Regions from separate parts of the Anser cygnoides genome. Here region 1 is linked to region 2. Evidence: chromatin contacts called from public Hi-C data. All regions are on one chromosome and are shown on one strand. The core of a region is the stretch at or near the end of the contact, and the rest is flanking DNA. Distances in the headings are between cores, read along the strand shown. Region 1 holds the start of NR0B1 (nuclear receptor subfamily 0 group B member 1). Region 2 holds the start of GK (glycerol kinase).

Evidence for each region. Hi-C and Micro-C count contacts between places; a contact is called where the count stands out from the background.
Region 1: a contact with region 2 is called in a Hi-C map of liver, with 3 times the contacts expected there. The contact joins the promoter of NR0B1 here to the promoter of GK in region 2. A contact is called at or near these places in 2 of 7 Hi-C or Micro-C datasets (both in liver).

What each region holds. Positions count from the first base shown.
Region 1 is chr1:124,252,235-124,256,605 of Taihu_goose_T2T_genome, reverse strand. NR0B1 (nuclear receptor subfamily 0 group B member 1) reads right to left here and starts at 2,497. Exons shown (of 2, transcript XM_013192667.3): 1 at 1,671-2,497; 2 at 219-600. The coding sequence starts at 2,274. The coding sequence ends at 356.
Region 2 is chr1:124,109,814-124,114,656 of Taihu_goose_T2T_genome, reverse strand. GK (glycerol kinase) reads left to right here and starts at 2,662. Exons shown (of 21, transcript XM_048081238.2): 1 at 2,662-2,872. The coding sequence starts at 2,795.

The DNA of each region.
Region 1 (4,371 bases), core at 1,248-3,747, 140 kb before region 2:
GTTGTTGTTGTGTTTTTGTTTTTTTTGGGGGGGGGGGGGAGAGCAGAGATTACTAACCTTGAAAGTACAATCTAGTATGTGTGATCTTTGTTCAGAGACATGGTAAAAGAATAGCCAGTCGACTTAGGTTATGAACATTCTTTGCAACCTTAAAGCTTACTGTGATGACTGTATTCTTATTCCAAAAACACTGTGTTTAATAAAAAATAATTCCAGAATATAAAGAATATTTTATTATTGAATACAAAAATACTATCTATGTAAAAACAATAAGTTAGTTTATTTACAGTACTTTACACTATTCTGCTCTAGGGCTTCCTTTGCATTGAATTTATTTTCATTATTTTACACACCTTTATAATTTTGCACAAAGCATTTCCAAAAGCATGTCATCCATGTTCACTGCTCCAATAATGGGCCTGAAGAATAGTTCAGCTATCACATTAGCATTAATAGATCTTAACAAGGATAGAACAACATTCAGCTTGGCAAATCTGGCTTCATCACCTCTGTGAATGAGTCTGACATGTTCATTTAGAGCTTGTTGTGCTTCCCTCTGCAGTCCTTCAATATACTGTGTACACTGCAGTCCAGGTAAATCTGAAAAGAAAAATAAATTATTTTGTTTACATAAGTTTCATCTACAAAACATTCAGCTTACAGATTATATTTATCACACAAAGAATGAAACAAATGAAATTGCTAGAGGACTTCTTGCATGCCGATTCAATGAGCCAAATTTTATAGTGTAGCTCAAAATCTTATCATGCTGGTGGTTCAGGACAATCAATACTCTTTGCTATTCAAAAGTGAACTGCAATATTTGCCAAATTCATTTAAATGTTAAAAAGAATTAGCTGATAACAGAAACTTTCACTGAAGAATGCTGTACAAAATGCCTTTGCAGTGACAAGTACAATCTGTAAATAGCTGAGATAATAAAAAATATATATATTAAAAAAAATTGTTTAATAACTTGTTCACTTCTACAAAAGGCATTACTCTGGTAAGGCATCTTTTGACAACAGTTTCTAAGTAGCTCCAGATAACAAGTGGCAACAAGTATTAACTCCAATACATGATAGAAAGTTTCCGAGTGAACTACACTGAGGGTATTGAGGGAGTGGGAGTAGAGGGATTTTGCTTTTCGGTGCAACAGTGTGAAGGCAGAAGTGCTAAATACAACTTGGTACAGCCATAGTTAGGAAGTGCCACATCCAGCTACCTTCCAGGTAAGTAACTGACATGGTAACCACTTGGTAGAGCTGTTGGAAGTCTTTAGGAGGAGAAACGATGGATGAAAATAAAAAGAAAGAACAGTAATGCAACGCAAAGCCAAACAAGCACTCCCCTGCCGTGGCACACCTGAGAGCCTGAGGTTTGCCCCGCTTTGTCCCCGCTGTGCGGGTGCCGAGCTGTCCGGAGGGGCCGCTGAGCCCCGCCGGCCGGACAGACGGACAGACGGACAGACGGACAGACGGACAGACGGAGCCCCAGGGCGGCTCCAAGCAGGCGGGGAGCGGCGGCTGCCTCCCGGCTTTTCCCGGGCCACTGCCGCGGGCTGGGCATGTTTCATTCCTGGGACAGCGGCCGCGGCCCCACCCCTGGGGGAACTGCGCCCCGCGCCCCTTCTCCGCCACCTCCCTCGGGGGACCCCCGCGGGCACTCACCCGGGTTGAAGAGCACGGTGCCCTTGAGGTACGCGTACTCCTTGGTGCTGATGTCCAGGCTCCAGCACTTGGCCAGGAAGCCCTCGATGGCCTGGATGTCGCCGGCCGACGGCGGGTGCGGCCGCCCCGGCGCCGGTCCCCGAGGCGGGGTGTGCTCGCCCTGCCGCCGGTTGGTGAGGATCCTCTGCAGCATGCTGGGCTCGGCGCTCTCCACCGTCTCGAAGTGCACCCGGTCCTGCGCCAGCCCCAGCACCAGCAGGGGCGCCCAGCAGCTGCGGACCAAGACGAGCTGCTCTTCCAGGGGCAGCTCCTGGAAGCAGGGCACGTTCTGCACGAAGCGCAGCGTCTTCACCAGCACGGCCGAGGCCGCCTTGCACGCCACCTGCGGGCTCTTCAGGGCCACCCGCCGCTGCGAGCCGCACGAACAGCCGCCGCACGCCGCCACCCGCCTCGCCACCGGCACCGGACCCTGCCTCGGACCCTGGCCCGGCGGCGGCTGCCGCCTCTCCGCCTCCGCCTGCTCCTGGCTCTTGAGGATGTTGTAGAGGATGCTGCTGTGCCGCCGGCTGCCCGCGCAGCAGCGGCAGCGCTCCACGCACGCCATGGCACCCGGGGCCGGGGCCGGGGCCGGGGCCGGGGCTGAGCCGCCCGGGAGGAGGCTGCTCGGGGCGGTCGCGGTCCCCGCCGCCTACGACCGACGGGAGAGGCGCACTGCTCGCCCTCTGCCCGGCTCTTAACTTATTTATAGCCGGCGGCTGGGTGTGCGTGTGTGAGTGCGTGTGTGTGTGTGGTGTGTGTGCAGCCGCTGTGCCCGCGGTTCAAAGGGGCAGACACTCTTTACTGGCTGGAAAAGAGAGAGAGGAGGGAAAAATTAGAAAAGAAAAAAAAAAAAAAAGGAAAAAAAGAAAGCCCTCCTCCTCCTCCCCCCTTTCCCGAGGCAGCGATGCCTAGAGGGAGTCGGCGAGCCGCCCGCCCCTGCCGTCAGGCTCCGAGGTGGTGAGAGGCGACCCCGCACGTCGCGAAATGGCGGCCGGCCCCGCGGGCTGGGGTTGGGGGGGGACACAGACTAACACCTGGGCCGGAACCAGGCGACATCGCCAGCGGTACAAAGGGCTTATTGCCTCTGCTGCCCCCTCGGCTTCATTAACGCCTTAATGCTGCCGTGGGGAAGGGAGGCGGACATGGTCCCCACAGTGTGGGGTTGGGGTCCTGGTGAGGCTCTGACAGGGGTCCCCGGGGTTGCTGCCTCTGCTGCATGAGATCCTGCATTGAAACTATGTGGATCTCCCGTGAAACCATCCCCCGCGAATAATTCCCTTCCTCTGCTTCGCAGTGCTGCTGTGCATGGCCCATCTTTATGAGGTCCTGATGTTTACATTCTACCTATCCGTTTAAAACGTTTCAATTTTCCCTACAGGCTTGTCATGTCCTGAAGTGAGTATTGCCTCCTCATCTTAGATCTCCACTTCTCTGAGACCCATCTCGTCAGTGTGACATATGGACTCCAAAACAAGAAAATAACTATACCAGGCCTTGATGTTTACACAGGAGGGATAGAGGAACAGTGAATGTCAAAATGTGGTTTTACTCTTGAATGAAAAACTCATTTACTTTCTTAGTTGGACTAACTAAAACTGGGTGCAGCAGAGAACAGTACTTACTCAATACAGTAAGTAAAGAGTTACTTCTTTGTGCCTATATGGGCCAAACCAGAAACATTTTATGCTTTCTGTCAACTAGAAGAACCTTGGCACAGTTTTAGTGAAAGTAGCCAGTTTTCAGCAGCCTTCTGTACCTGCTCCATCAATATCTGCTACCAAGGGATGTTTAAATCAATTCTGGACAAACTTCTTTTCTTTCAATAAAAATTCATAGTTTTTTAAGCAAATACCACTAACAGCTTTGGGCTTCTTAGGAACATAGAAAGTTTAGGCCAGATCTCAGCAATTTCTTTTCCCTATGAAGCTAGTCCTTCTATATCAGCTTACATTGTTATATAGCCATTTCTCTCTTAAGTATTCCTTCACAATTGGAGTCAAAAGGGATATTCTTTACAAAAAAGCACAAAAGGTATATGTGTAATATAAAGCACTGGAGGGTTATTTGCCTTAAGTACACCTTGTTTTCCAAATTCAGATTGTCCAAAATCCTAATTATAATTATCTTTGGTTTTACCTGTAAAATGCATCATATAATTTGTTTGTTTTATTAAAATATTTTTATTAACTTTCCTGGTGTCTCTTAAGCAGTCTTACAGTTTACTAATGCAGGGCTTTCAGATCTTTGTCTAAGGACTCTATCGTTTTTTTTCCACAGACTCAAATATGATAAAGTCTTTTATTGTCTTTGCAGTGGTGGAGAATTGTTACATTGCACCAATGCACTGATATCTACAGTTTGCAGACAGCTGAGTTTTGTCCCTGCAGCAAAAAGCAATCTTTCACTGAACATTCTTGAAGAAAAAAAAAATGCTTAGAGTTCAAAAATAAATAAACAAACAAATAAAACTTAAATGTTATGAAGTTTGTCATTCGAATAATATCATTGGTAACTGGAAAATACTTGTCTAATCATGTAGTATATTTTCCTGCCATTCACAAGTGTTTTATGGTACATAAATCAGTGTTTTCTCTACATTGCTATGTTAGATTTTTTTCCTTTCTAGCCTTTTTCCTTCCTTTTTTTTTTCTTTCACTAACTT
Region 2 (4,843 bases), core at 1,413-3,912:
ATGAGAGACTGAATGTATTCAAACGTGCAAGCATCTGCAATCTCACATGTATCATTCATGCTCCCAGTAGGCAAAAGGGTACATGCAACAGCGTAACTCATGATCCTGGCACGCTTCACACTTTATGTGTACACCTGCTGTAGGCCAATTCCAAATATTTCCCTTCAGCTCTTCCTACAGGAACACAAAGATCAGACATCAGTAAGGCACATGAGGATTCAGCCAGCCGAGCTCTCTGTCACTAACAGGCGAAATGGAAAGACATGTGGATGTCTGGCATCCACTCTTTAATTCACACAGTATCACATGCTTGGAGTAGCCTGACACGGTCACATTTTGTCCTCAACTTGAGGTCAATAAAGAAGAATCAGCCAGAAAGAGCAGAATGTAATTACCAACACCCCTCCATCATTCTGCTGATACTGAAAAAAAAAAAAAAAAAAAGGTGGGTGGGGAGGGGAAGGTGTTATTAGCTATTGAAAACAGTTCTTTAGGAAACAAATTACTTGTCTTGGAAAAATGTATTGTAAATATTTATGTGCTTAATGAATGTGCATCAAATATGTTCGTTACCTGAAAATATCCAAAACCACCAGTGGGGTTATACATACTCAGAAGTGGAGAAACACAGATATTCATGCTCCTTCAGGCACACTGCTTCCATTACCAAGCTAATTCCTTTAACAATATCTGAGCTGCATGCAGCCTTGCACCATCTCACCGCAGAGGTATGGCCGCAGCTCCACCCTTCCTTCCTCTGCAAACAGCTTCCTTGGAACTGTGCCCACTATCTGTACTGACAGGTCTGCAAAGAGCAACTTTCAACTATAAAGCAATAAATACCACAGGGAAAGAAAAATAGAAGTGTTCAAACACCAAATAAAAACATTGAAGGATAAAGAGTACGCTGTTCTATTGAATATTCATATTATACTATTCTGTTGAATGAGCTAGGAAGACTAGCTAAGTTGTTCTCCATGACACTCTGTTTACTAGAGTCTGCCAGAATTCTCTGTCTGTCTTAATCAAGAGTCTGCTGCAGGGTAAAGAAACAGCACAGGTTATCATTGCCATCTCTCCTTTCCCAGGTGTGTGAAAATACAGAGACACTGCTAAAGAATACCCAAGAAAATGGTAGATTTGCACATCCTAGGAAATTGCTGTAACTCAGTGATCTCTATAAATTGTATATAGGTGCAGTAGTGTTTCATGTTTTGCATAAATATCAGTCATGATATTACTTCCTCCTTTTCTGGATCCTGAGAGACCTCAACTTTTGCTGAAAATAGTTATGTCTTACCTCGAGCTAAAATTTAGGTTCAAAACATCATATGGCAGGTTTTAAAAGAAGCAAAAGAAAATACAAAAATCATACTAATTATACTGATGAATTTAGACTTCAATAAGATCTTCTGAGATTAATTCCCTGAGCTGTTAGTCTGTATGAAGATGGTGTAGCCCTGCATAAACTTTTTAAAGTCAGCTGTGGTTACTGCCCATGGCTGTAGCGTAGAGGTTGCCTGCAGTGTAGGTTGTGAGAGTTGACAGGTGGAGAATTTGGAGGGTTCTCCTGCACAGCCAGAGAGGATTGTTGTCACCTCCTTGCACCACCTGCCTCTGGTCATTCTCTATGGGCTGCAGAATCAAAGTCTCAGAGCTAAGTAATCTCTGAACTGTAGCTGACATTTTAAGAAGAAATACCAGTCGTGGTTAAAACATTTTAGGGTAACAGAGAATCTTTCATAATATTTAGTAAGCGGTTCCAGTGCTTTCTTACTCCAACTCTTAAAAACACGCAACTTCTTACTAAAACTGTTATCTGTCTCATTCCAGATTTTGTAATTACAGGCTGTAACTAAGTCATTTGCTATCTATTATACATTAGTAAAGAGCCTTAGCATCCATGCCAAGGTGCCCCAATGGCAACAGACACAAAAAAAATGGTACGCTGGAGGCACTGGATCAGATGTCACACCAAATACTACCAAGCAGCAGCAATCTGATTGCGTCTGACCATATTCTGACAAAATACCTCAACTTTGGACAACTACCACCAACGGGAAACAAAGACAAATCTATTTAATTGGAGCCGGCGGAGGACAATTTACCGCAACATTTCACTAGTTAACTTCTCACATGCTTTAGTCAGCATTATTAGCTTTTGCAACTCGATCACGGGTCTTGCAACACCAGCGGTTTTTCTTGAAGCACTAGTTGCCTCCACGTAGGAAGGCCGGAGGACCAAGATCATGGGGTTTTGTTTTGTTTTGTTTTTTGAAGTCAGTATTTCTGCTGGATGCAGAGACCAGCTTTGCGAAGCGACACCGGCCCCGTTGCGGCCGACGTTTCACAGGTGGCTGCCTCAGGCCGGGTGGCTGCCTCACAAGCCCTCGGAGCTGCCCGGTACCGGACAGAAACGGGCTTGGAGAGGGACACGGAGCCGCCCCGGGCTCCCCTCAGGAGCCGCCTCAGCCTTCCCGCGCCGCCAACGGCTGCCCTCGCGCCGCCAACAGCCACCGGCGGCCCCCCCCGCACCGCCCGTCACGCGCCCCCCGCCCCCGCCGCGCCCCGGGCGCCGATTGGCTGCGGGCTCGTGACGCGCGCGGCAGCGCCCCCCGCTGGCCCCGCCCCCTGGCGGCCCCGCCCCGCCCGCCGGCTTCACTCGGTGGCCACGCGCCGCGGGCGGCCGGGCAGCGCGAGCGCGGCCGTTGGCGCCTCTGCCCGCTCCGCGGCCGTTGCAAGGCGGGGACGGGCGGCGGCCGCCGTTGGCCGTTAGCCGGGGGGGGGCCCCCTCATGGCCGCGTCGGACCGCGTGGCGCTGGGGCCGCTGGTGGGCTCCATCGATCAGGGCACCAGCTCCAGCCGCTTCCTGGTGAGCACGCCGCGGGGATCGCGCGGGGAGGGGGCCGGGGCGGGGACGCTGCTGCGGGTCCCCTCCCGGCCTCCCTTCGCCCTTGGGGAAGGGCAGCGCCGCCCTGCCCCGGCTGCCGCCCCCGCAGGAGGACGAGGAGGGGCGGGGGGGCGCTGAGGGCCCCCCTGGCCTGCTGCATGCGGGAGGATGGAGGTCCCTCCGGGCGGCCGCGGGGCGATAACGTGTATAAAAGCCCCACCGGCCGGGCTCCAGACCGCTGTGGTGGCCTCCTGGGGCGGCTGCTGCAGTTCCGGTCTCGGTGTCGGCGCGTCCCGGCGTTCAGGTGGCTGAGCTCGCCCACCCTGCGGAAGGTGGGCCCGGCTGAGCACCGGGGGAGGACGGGCTTGTCTAAGGATGGGGCGGTTAATGACAGCCCTCTAGGCTAAGGCTCTAGTCATTTCCATATTATGCAATAGACAGTAACTAATGTCATTACTATCTACCTAACTTACTAGATCAGCTTCCTGCTTGCAAATCTCTGTGCATGCTGTCCTGTCTCCTAGTCAATAAGTCGTAGCAATTTGACATAGGCCCCGGTGATAGCTTCTGTTCTGGAACCGACATAGAGGTAGCAACCAGATAGGGAATGTTGTCAAATGTGCACAGTACTGAACTGGGAAGATGAATGAGATATGCTTCCCCCATGTGGAATTTTCTTTCACGAAGCAGGAGACCGAGTATCTTGACCTGTGTTACCGTTATTTCTCAATATCACGACCTTCATGGGATTGTCAAATGACAAAGCAGAGATCTAGGGGTGGAGAGAAACTCCAAACTGACAAATGACACCAGCGGGCTATCTGGAATGCCAGTCAGGAGCCCTTTTCAAAAAAATAATTGGAAAAGTTCCCTGTAATGCCTGAAAATAAATTCTGTCTGCTCTACACATGCAGCTGAGTTAACTCTTTTTCTTAGCCTACAAGGCTAACACTAGTAGAACTGAAAGTGACACTTTGAACTTTATACTCAAGATCTTTTTATGAATACAAGTTCTGCTAAAAAGAAATTCCTTGCACTAGTTGCATTCATCAGCAGTTTTTATACTGTTAGTTGTTTTTTGTCTGACATGAAGTATGTTTCTGTTCAGGGATTCAGATGCTCAAATAAAGAAGAGGCCATACCTTTTTACTTCCTTCTTTTTAAGAAAGTGTACTAGTACTGTACAGCCATTACCTTTTTTTATTATTTACTTTTGAGACAGAGGACATAAGATTTTGAAGAGCCCAAAGATGTCTGGGTGAAAAGTGTGGTTAGGGTAGCATCAATAGTTCAGTCTAAATGGTGGTGGCCAATTCCCACGTGGTGTTCCACAGGGGTTGGTAGTGAGGGCTGATACCCTGTGGTATTCTCATCAGCATCCTGGATGATGGGTCAGGATGTGCTCTCAAGTTTGCAGGTGAGCAGTTGATTGGAATTCCTGGTGGAGAAGCGGCCTGTCAGAAGCGTCGTGAAGTTCAACAAACTCTAGCGCGTGGGACAGAGGGCTTGGAAGCAGCTTGGTGGAAAAGGATCCAGAGTCCTGCCGGACAGCAAGTTGAGCATGAGAGAGCCGTGTGTCCTTGCAGCGGTGAAGATTAACCCCATTAAGAAGAGTACAGCCAGCAGGTCAAAGGAACTAATTATTCCTGTCTATGTGCCACTTACATGGCAGCACTGAGAACACTGTGTCTGGTTTTGCCCCCCCCAGAGGAACAGAGAGTCCAAAACATTGAGTTTAGTCCGGCAGAGTTTGGCTAATGCAGTTCGTGGGCTGCAGCACATGACATGCAGGGTGAGGATGGGAGACCCTGGGCTGTTTGTCCAGGGGAAATGTAAGGAGGCATGGAAGTGGTGTCTCTAGCTATCTAAACACTGCGTATAGAGAAAATATAACAAGGCTTTTCTCAGAGGGGCACAGAAAAAGAAAACAGGAAACAAAGACAAGTTACAGCA